Linked DNA regions of Triticum aestivum: region 1 is linked to region 2. A link is a contact called in public HiCAR-type data. All regions are on one chromosome and are shown on one strand. Each heading gives the region's core, a stretch centred on a gene start, on an enhancer-like site or on the middle of the called end of the contact. The rest is flanking DNA. Distances are from core to core; before and after follow the strand shown. Region 1 holds the start of LOC123108223 (zinc finger protein ZAT18). Region 2 holds the start of LOC123108218 (zinc finger protein ZAT12).

What was found. HiCAR-type assays count read pairs that join an accessible place to other places.
Region 1: a contact with region 2 is called in a HiCAR-type map of leaf, with 3 times the contacts expected there. The contact joins the promoter of LOC123108223 here to the promoter of LOC123108218 in region 2. A contact is called at or near these places in 1 of 5 Hi-C or Micro-C datasets (leaf) and 1 of 1 datasets of contacts at active chromatin or transcription factors (leaf).

Annotation. Positions count from the first base shown.
Region 1 is chr5A:653,407,795-653,412,959 of IWGSC CS RefSeq v2.1, reverse strand. LOC123108223 (zinc finger protein ZAT18) reads right to left here and starts at 2,037. Exons shown (of 1, transcript XM_044530053.1): 1 at 1,149-2,037. The coding sequence starts at 1,937. The coding sequence ends at 1,428.
Region 2 is chr5A:653,263,570-653,269,009 of IWGSC CS RefSeq v2.1, reverse strand. LOC123108218 (zinc finger protein ZAT12) reads right to left here and starts at 3,962. Exons shown (of 1, transcript XM_044530048.1): 1 at 3,235-3,962. The coding sequence starts at 3,833. The coding sequence ends at 3,420.

The sequences.
Region 1 (5,165 bases), core at 788-3,287, 150 kb before region 2:
GGGGACCTAGAAATAAAATGAAAGGTGTGCACACATTGGCAAAAATTGAGATATATCTCAGTTGGCTTGGATAGCCCTTGAGAATCAACTAATTTTTACATGGGATGGGATACATGCTGGTCGGTGCTCTTCTTCTCCGACCTTAAGGCGGCGAGCATCCTCATCTACCGACGTGGTACTCTTCTCTGGCAGGGTAGCAGTTAGTTCTTAATGAACAGGGACATGTCGTCAACGATCATGCATGCCATGAAGGACATAGGATTGTGGAGGGTATTGAGGTACCGTACCCATCCCATTTGGTCGGCCCGTGATGGTGTGGTCTGTGATAAAGATGAGGTACACGGATCGAATCAGAATGGAGGTGGTGGTGTGCGATGTCACGTTGTCATTATCGAAACTGCATTTACTCGCCATGAAACCTCTGATCTAGTGGAAGACCACGGCTCTTCGGTTCGCTCGCGAGCATTTCCACATCTCCGCTAAAAATAGAGAGAAGCCAGACGATTCCCCTTAAGCTCAATGTGACACTGCTGATCTCCGATCTGTGCTGGTCTCGATGGCGGAATGGGAGGCGCGCATGGCGAAGACCGCAGGAAGGAAACATGATGAAGTTGGCCAGAACACGAGAAACTAGCTCGTGGTTTGCAAACTCGAGCGAGCTAGCCAGGGCGGCGATGCTGGTGACTAGGTAGTTGACCGATCTGAAGGAGGCATGACTGCTTCCTAATGCACGACGAAGTATCCGATAGAAATCGTGCTTCAGGCTATGGGGGAGGCGGAATCGATAGATCCAGTCCAGTGACAAAAGTGGGCGATATACTGATCTCGTGGTCGGGAACCCCCTGGCTCGGAGGAGGATGTGGTGGCGGTGGTGATGGCATTGGCATCGCGTGGGGAGCGGGAGATGTCCATTGTGGTGGAGGATGACGAGGAAGCAAGACCGAGGAGGAAGAAGGGGATACAGCCTCGACATTCCCTTGGTTCCCACGTCATTCTGCAGACCACGGGTCCGCGCCCTCGTCCTTAACTCGGGCGAGCAAAAGAATCAGTGTACCGTCAACGTTGAGACGATCTTAAGTTGTGAAGGTAGCTTATGTTGCAGAATTTTACAAATTTAGGGTCCAAATTAGACTTGTGATCCGTATAGAATTGCAGTGAACAACAACGTATTCATAGAAAAACAATCTGAGTGCAAGAATCTGTCAATTGCATTTAGAACAAAACAATTTGTCTAATCTAAGCACAAGTGTATCTAAATCCCCAGTCGAACGGTTAAGAAAGCGAACCGATTCAGAGCAAAATTCCACGAGCGGAAATGCTAACCAGCAGTAACGTACTCTATCGTAACCTATCTTATTCAAACGACATGTACAATTCCTGGATTGTTATACTACTGTAGTAAGAAACTGAGAGATCCAGGTAGCAGGCTAGACGAACAGCTCGAGCAAGACAGGCAGCCTGCCGGCGGCGGCCTGGTGCCCCGCCTCCTGATCCGACAGCGCGACCCACCGGTCGAGCGCCATATCCTCGCGGTGCCGCCGCATGTGGCCGCCGAGCGCCTGGCCCGTCTCGAAGCCCAGCCCGCAGATGTGGCAGTCGTGCTGCTGCTTGTCCTCTTGCCTCTTCCGCTCCTTGATGGCCATGGCGACGCCGACGCCGAGCTCCAGCCCGTGGCGGCCCCGGAGGTGGCTGGTCCGGTGCCCACCCAGGGCCTGGAACGTCTCGAAGGCGCGCCCGCAAGTCTTGCAGACGAAGTCCCCTTCCCCTGACGTGGCCACCACTCTTCCCCGCCGCGCCCTCTTCCTTGCCGCCGGCGGCGGCGAACCGAGCGAGTTGCCCGACGTGGTGGCGGACGTCGTCGAAGAGTCTGTGCTGAGGGAGAGCGCCAGCGACACAATTGGCTGCTCCTCCCTCGCGCGCTTCATCCCCGCTCCCATGGAGATGGATTTGCTGCTCCTCTTAATGATCTGCTGGATTTGGATTACGGCTCTTTTCTTTTGCGTTGGTGTAGTTCTGTGAGTGCGCGGTAGGAGGAAGAATGGATGGATGGGTCGGCAGGGGAGACGGCCGCACTTATATACAGGCCGTGTAGCTGCCATGCGTGTTGCTGCCGGTGGAGCTTACGTGTGCTCCAGGTTGGGGATCCGGCTTGGCCTACCTCTGGCGTCTGCGGGCCAATCGTCGGAAGCCACCACGACGTTCGCGACGTGACGGATGATATATTATTTTGGCAGATAGCTCGAATGGATATTTCAGTCGTGCGTAGCGCGGCCGACCGGAGACAAAACGTGTGGTGCAGAGTGGCGTCACCTGTCACGCCACAAGACGCGTGGCGGCGCGCCGCTGCTTGGCCGCCGGGAGCCCGGGACGATGGGCGGGATTCAGCGGCTCATCCATTACGCCCCTCCCAATGCTTCACCTTGTACAGGTGCTAAGTCTTCCATGTAGGCAAAAAAAATCTAATATAATAAGTTATTTAAGAGGAGAGAGATGGGTGTGGTGATCCCAGAAAGAACCAATGCTAAGCGCGTGAACCTAGGCAAAACATTTAAAAGAAGGGAGCCCACCAATACATGAAGAACTTTAGTTACTAAATCATTAAATGAAGCAAGCTTAGCAACCATAAGCTAAGTGAAGAGAAACAGAAAGATTGAAGTAAATGGAGTGATCTTTATTGATTGATTCATCCATGCTTTTATATGTCCTGAATGGATGTTTACAGCGTCGATTACAAGAGGCGTCACATCGTTGAGAAAAGGTGCGGCGACGGTTCAGAAAAACACGACAACGGTTCGCTATGTACTGCGTCTGGACAACGCCAGGATTCTAACCATCGGTTACAATATTCTAAAGAATATGCTAATCGCCTAATTAGCCTAATACTAAGACTATTAGATTCCTAACACTCCCCCTTGGACAGCGCTGTTTTAATCTTCATATATCTTGAGTATCAAAAACCTTGGGTCTTCTTGATAGTCCTTGATCTTGTAATTTTGAGAATCTTTAATCTCGTACTATTTATGTTCATGTAGGAAATATAAGAGAAACTATAGAAATTTGATATATCGTTAGTATATTTAATCACTTATTAAAAACACATGAGAAATCCGTTGGAAAACTTCATAAGTTTAGTTCTAGGAAATTTCTCCCCCTTAACATTGCAAATTTCGTAGTCGTCTCATACCAATGCCATGAATGCATTTTTGAAATGCTGCTCCTGGTAAAGACTTAGTGAACAAATCCGCAAGATTGTCACAAGATTTTATTTGCAAAATATCAATCTCTCCATCTTTCTGTAATTCATGAGGAAAAAATAGTTTTGGAGAGATATGTTTTGTGATATTACTTTTAATATATCCCATATGCATTTGAGCAACACATGCAGCATTATCTTCATAGATAATGGTTGGTGATTGTAATGAACCAATACCGCATGATGTCTGAATATGATTTATTACTCTACGGAGCCAAACACATTCTCGTGAGGCTTCGAATAATGCAATTATTTCAGAGTGATGGAGGAGGTAGCTACTAAAGTCTGTTTTGTTGAATTCCATGAAATAGCGGTTCCACCATATAAAAATACAAACCCTGTTTATGACCTGGCATTATGGGGATCAGAAAGATATCCAGCGTCACAATAACCAATCAGGGTCATATCTTGATTTTTCCGATAGAATAAACCAAGATCTTTAGTACCTTGTAAATATCTAAAGATATTTTTTACTCCTGTCCAATGACGTTTTGTTGGAGCTGCACTATGTCGAGCCAGTAAATTTACCGCAAAGGCAATGTCTGGTCTAATACAATTTGCAAGGTACATTAGTGCTCCTATGGCACTAAGGTATGGAAACTCAGGTCCCAATACCTCCTCGTTACCATCCCTTGGTCTAAAAGGATCCTTGTTCATATCAAGGGATCTGACGATCATAGGTGTTTTGGATGGATATGATTTATCCATGTTGAATTTTTCCAAAATTTTCTGAATGTAAGCGGGTTGATAAACGAGTATTCCTGAGGGAAAATGCTCAAGTTGTACACCTAAGCAGAATTTGGTTCTTCCCAAATCTTTCATCTCAAACTCCGTCATTAAATGATTGCGTGCTACAGTTATATCTGATGTGTTGCCAATGATGTTGAGATCATCAACATAAACTGAGATGATGCAAAATCCCTTTGAGGATTTCTTTATAAATACGCATGGGCAATCATTGTTATTCGAGTACCCTTTACTGAGAATGAGTCGGTTATACCACATTTTACCCGACTGCTTCAAGCCATAGAGTGACTTTTGTAGTTTTACACAATACATGTTGCGATTTATATTTGGATTCAGAATTTTAAGTCCATCAGGCACTTTCATATAAATTTCCGCATCGAGTGACCCATATAGATAAGCAATCACTAGATCCATTAACTGCATTGGTAGATTCATTTGTACTGCCAAAGATATTAAGTATCGAAATGTAATTCCATTCATTACAAGAGAATATGTATCGTCGTAGTCGATACCGGGTCTCTGCGTAAACCCTTGAGCTACTAGTCTCGCTTTATATCTCACCACCTCATTTTTTTCGTTCCTTTTTCGAACGAAAACCCATTTTGCTCCCACGGGGAAGACTTTATGAGGAGTAGGTATTATTTTAGAAAATACCTCTCTTTTATTAAGCGAGTGTAATTCTGCCTCAATTGCTTCCTTCCATTTAGGCCAATCCGAGCGCTTGAGGCACTCTTTCATAGATTTTGGCTCTGGATCCAGTTGAAGGGTTTCAGCAATTTTCGAGGAAAAATCTGTGTCGACAACTGTAGTGCTTCTATTGTATGTTTCTCCTGAATCAATATAATTTATGGATATTTCATTAATTTCTTCAGGCTCCGTATGATTTCCCATAACAGCGAAGTCTGATTGTTTCGATACACCAACATTATAATTTGTGTGCACATTTATGTTGGGTTCTTGATGTTGAACATCAACTTGGTGTCCATCAACTTGAGGTTGATTTGCACTTATTGTCATAGATTTTGATTTTCTTTGATTCCGCGGAGGCTTTAGAGAAGCCTTTTCTGCTGTGACCAGATTTCTCCCCCTTTTATTTGTAATTGGGAGTTGAGTAGTTTTATTTGGTACCTCTACTCGTTCTGATGCATTAACTACGGGGATATAA
Region 2 (5,440 bases), core at 2,713-5,212:
ACATCTGTTGGCTTTGTTGTGAACGAAGCTGACAAATGTGTATACTATCGCTATGGTGGGGGCAAAGGAGTTATACCGTGTTTGTATGTCGATGACATACTGATATTTGGGACTCACCTCAGGGTCATTGAGGAGGTCAAGTCTTTTCTATCTCACAACTTTGAGATGAAGGACCTGGGTGTGGCTGATGTTATCCTGAACATCAAGCTACTGAGAAATTCTGAGGGTGGAATTACACTTTTGCAATCCCACTATGTTGAGAAGATTTTGAGCCGTTTTGGATATTCGGACTGCAACCTTCTGCAACACCATATGATCCTAGCGTGCGGATTCGAAAGTTCGAAGGCACGGTTGTAGATCAATTGAGATATTCTCAAGTGGTTGGTTCACTGATGTACCTAGCATGTGCTACTCGTCCTGACATCTCATTTGTTGTGTGCAAACTGAGCCGGTTTGTTTCCAATCCGGGAGCTGTGCATTGGCATGCTGTAGAGCGAGTGATGCGTTATTTGCAAGGTACTTCGAACTATGGAATTCACTATTCTGGGTACCCGACGGTACTTGAGGGGTATAGTGATCCGAATTGGATATCTGATGCTGATGAGATGAAAGCCACAAGTGGACATGTCTTCACACTTGGTGGTGGTGCTGTTTCCTGGAAGTCTTGCAAGCAGACGATCTTAACCAGATCGACTATGGAAGCAGAACTCACAGCATTAGACACATCATGCGTCGAAGCAGAATGGCTTCGAGAGCTTTTGATGGATTTGCCGGTGATTGATAAACCAGTGCCGGTTGTCCTTATGAACTGTGACAATCAAACAGTGATTGCCAAGGCTAAGAGTTCAAAGGACAACATGAAATCCACAAAGCACATAAGAAGAAGATTGAAATATGTCAGAAAATCAAGAAACTTCGGAGTAATAGCGTTGGATTATATCCAGACGGCTAAGAATCTGGCAGACCCTTTTACGAAAGGGCTATCACGGATTGTGATAGAAAATGCATCGAGGAAGATAGGTATAAGACCCACGTAAGTTGCCATGGGGGTAACCCAACCTATGCGATCGGAGATCCCATGAATTAGGACCTGGGAAAACAATCCAGCGGTCAACTGAGGAGAGTATCCTTAATAAACCCACTCCGTTGGAGATGAAGTAATACTCTCAATTCTGTAAGGCAGGCTAACTTTTGTCTTAATGTGTTCCAAAGCTTATGTAAGCAAGATGCTAACCTACAGAGCATTCTTTGAAGGAACACACCTATGTGAGCCTGACTGCTGGTCACAGTCTATGAGATTGGGTAATCTCTAGTAAGCTCATGAGAAGGTACGGAGTATGACTAATAGGCTCCACCTGTGGGGTTTAGCCTTCGGCAGCTATGTATCAGCTGACAATAGGCGAAACTTCTGCACGCCAAACTGACAATTCAAGGCATAGTCCATTGTTCAGTTGTGAAGAAGTCTAATCCTGTTGCTCTAGGTGGAAGTTCAACTTAACAGTCTCCACTGAAAATTCTGTTATATCAAACATTGTTTGGAACAGTTGAAAAAACTTATGTGCCTCGAGATCTGGTGGGGGATTGTTGGATTATGGATGGGCTTAGGCCCATATAAGACACTAATCCCTAGTTAATCTCTAAGGCCCATGCATGTGTACGGCAAGTGGTGGGAAGTGTTGGAAGTTTAGTCCCATACTGCTACGGTAAGAAGAGTGAGACCTCTTTATAAGGGCTGCTCTACCACTTGCTATTGGGAGCTTGGGAATAGGAGCTGTACACGCGCGCTCCTCCTCCTCCGCCGCCCGCCTCGCCTCGCCATGCCACGCCTCGTCACGACGCGCGTGCGCGCCGTGGGTTGCGGGAATGAGCCGAACCGAAGCTTATTTTTGCCGCTCATGAATGGTTGATTAATTGTTAATTAATTAACGAGTCGCTTACGGAAGCGCCACTGTCTGAGACGTTGGACAGTGGGCTGTTCGCGGACTCGATCGTGGGCCTGGCCCAGGCCCATCTACCTGACGACCTATACCTATATAAGAAGGCACTGGCCAGTGGAGTGAACCCTAACTCAGTTCACTCATTCCCTCTCGTACAACCATAGCCGCCAGCTACTGTTCCTCTCTCTGTGCTGCTTCCGACGACCCCATCCCGATGACCGCGTGCACGGTTGGTCGGGAGAGCAGGTGCCTCCGGAATCCTGTCGTTCGAGATCCTGCCCGGGAGAACGGCAATAAGGTTTTTGGGGAGCGTCTCGACGCGACTGCTCCCGATCCGTCCCCAACTTCGTCCGCCTCTGCTTGCACTACTTCCCCTGCATCGACACCATAGCCGACGACGCAGCCTCCAAGAAGAAGGCCACGGACGACGCCGAGGCTGCTGCCGCCGCCGCCGCGTTGGCCTGGCCAACTGAAGGGTATGATCTGTTCATCCCTCGTTTACTCGTACTTATGCTAGCCGTATATGTGCTGCTCATAGACGGTTCGATTCTATGTTCTCTACGTGCTAGTATGCTTAGGTATCGCTATGAGATGCATACCTTTTATGCCATGCTTATTGTTTACTCATGGATAAGTCTAATCAGAAAAATGCTAATATTTCGAATAGATGATTGCACGCCCTCCATCCTCTCTCAAACAAATGATGGCGCCGACAAATGTGCCCAGCGAATTGACCCTGCAGTACCTTCAAATGGGAGTTGGTGATCGCGTCTCATCCATCCTCTCTCATACAAATGTTGGCGCCGACAAGTGAGCCAGTGATTCAACTCCTTTCGCTCGTTAGACCTAAGCACGCTATGAAATCGACATCATGCATGCTCTCCCAAGCATATCTGAACATAAATTCTTGCTTGCTTCGTTATGTGTACATACCACGTACTATGCCTCTCAACATGAATACCAATGCTCCAAATATCAGGTGTCCCCACCACAGAGCTCTCGCTACACATAATCACCGCATCATCTACACTCCAAATCTACGATGTGACAATCGGCCCGCCAGTTCCACCTCTCACCACAAACTCACCTCTCCATATAACTTTTTAGATTCACTTCTGAAATAGTTGTGTGTGTCAATTGATGCATATGCCGAGATCACGGCTTGGCTCCTTTTCAAGAAAAGAAAATCCGTGTTAGGGAGGTCTTCATTAGGTCGATTAACTCAAACTCGTAGTCGATTCAAGTAGAACAAAATAAATGTACGAATCAAGAAGGCACCAATAGATAATATGAGTAATGAACGAATGCATGAGTCCTAAAATATGTACTCCCTAATAAAATGAGCGATCGGACAACGATCAAGGCCAACTAGTGTGCAGCAAATGTACAAACCAAACCGCGCACATAGATCAACCTGTAAATCTGGACTAGAACTAGATATGCCTAGCTAGTGTATTGAACTTGAGAGAAATGAGTGCGGTGCTAGACGAAGAGCTGGAGCAGAACGGGCGGTGCCTGCGCCGTGGTGGCGGACTCCTGCTCGCGGTGCCGGCGCATGTGGCCGCCGAGCGCCTGGCCCATCTCGAACTCAAGCCCGCAGACGTGGCACTGGTGCGCCTGCTTCTGGTCCACCGTCTTCTTGGTCGACGACGGCTCATTGATCCCGGCGGCAAGGCCGAGCGCGAGCCCGTGGCGGCCGCGCAGGTGACTTGTCCGGTGCCCGCCCAGCGCCTGGAACGACGGGAAGGCGCGGCTGCACGTCTTGCACACGAACTCGCCGGCAGCGACGCCGCGGCGCTGCTTCTTGGTGCGGTCGGCCATGGCGCCGAGGGAGAGCGAGAGGGACAAGGGCACCTCCTGGGCCTGATCTCTGCAGTGCTTCATAGACAAAACCATGAGCGCGCGGCTAGCTAGCTAGTCCGGTATGAGCTGCTCAACGAGAGTTCGTGCGATCTGCGGAACTGATGGAGGAGATGAGATGTGGATTCTGGGACTCGGAATTGGTTGTGGATGTTGTTGGGTTCCGTGGATTGTTGGCCTTTTATACTAGTGATGATGATGGGGTACTGGTCGCAGGTGATAGCAGCCGGGTACGCCACGTCGTTGTTGACGTCTGGACTTGGAGCCAAGTCGCGATCGGCGTCGGCCCGGCTGAAGCGCAGGTCTGAAAAGGCAGAATCTTGTGTGTTCGCTCGCGTCAGTTAGAATGATCGCTCAAGCTTGCTCCCCAGGACCCAGGTAGCCTGAACGCGGTTGGACGGAAGGGCCCGCGAAATGGGACGGAAGCTTATTTAATTTTTGGCTCGCGGTGTCCGTTGCCGTGGGACCCAAACAGTAGTAGGTTGTTGCACTGATTTGATAGGCTAGTCCACGACGAGTCTTGCGCCACAAGAAGTCGCACGACTCCAAATTTCCGATTTTTCGCTCTGCTCCTCTTCTCTAGCCCGAAAATGTCTTGCCGCGTTCACCTAAATTGCTGCACCACATGTATATGTAGCTATGGAATTTCTCCGTGGAGGTACAGGCACCACGCGTCTCGATCGATCGTCAGTGTTTTTACAGTCGTACGCGGGTGCGCGTGTCGTTTTTCTGAAACTAGGACTAACCTCAATACGGACTCATGTCATTGCCGATCAAAAGGAAATTACATTGATGATGTTTTTTGCGGGGATAAATTACATTGACGATTGGCCGAGGTGTTTGATCGAGCAAAGGATGGGCATCGTTGGGACGGCATATCGATAGATGAAATGTTCATCCACGACGTCTTTCCTTGCTCTGCGGTCCTCTACCTGCCGTGTTCCCCTGCAATGCTGGAGACGCTATGTGCTTGCGAAAATCCTACAGACACGGACGATTTACGGAGCATCATGGGCCTGTTTCCAAAAACTAATCTTCTCTGCCCCTTGATTTTCAGTGGGGATGGGCCCGTCAGTTTATTGCTACCCAATCAAAATCAGCAAGGTAAGCCACTCTGTAATACTTTTTAAAAATAATCCGTGCATTTAGCATTGCTCATGTGCTTGTAATCTTTTGTGGTAATAGTGCATGCTCCTGAGAACTTTGCTCTTGTGTTTGAGCACTTCCTACAATTCTGCTAGAGCTGCTCTTCTTTTTTCTGTCTTGGTGGCCATAACATAGTTCGGTTTCGTTAATGAAATTGGGTAGAAATCTGTTTTGTTAATAGAAAATAATTCCACATCCATGCGAAACAAACTCTAGTCGTTTCACTAGTCTAGCAGAGAGTGTGTTAACCATCGCCCTCTAGCTAGGCACCTGGATGTCGTCATTGCCACCTTGTCACTGAGGTCCTCCATTTCTTTCTCTTCCCTTCCTACCCCCATTCATCTCTGTCTCCACAACAACGTGTAATGTCTTGTGAACTTGGAGCATTCGTTTTAGTTGTGTTTTATCTGATGCACATCATAGAAATACTTTCGTACGATATATAGATATTTGTCGTTATAGATATTAACATCTATTTTCATAAACATTATCAAGAT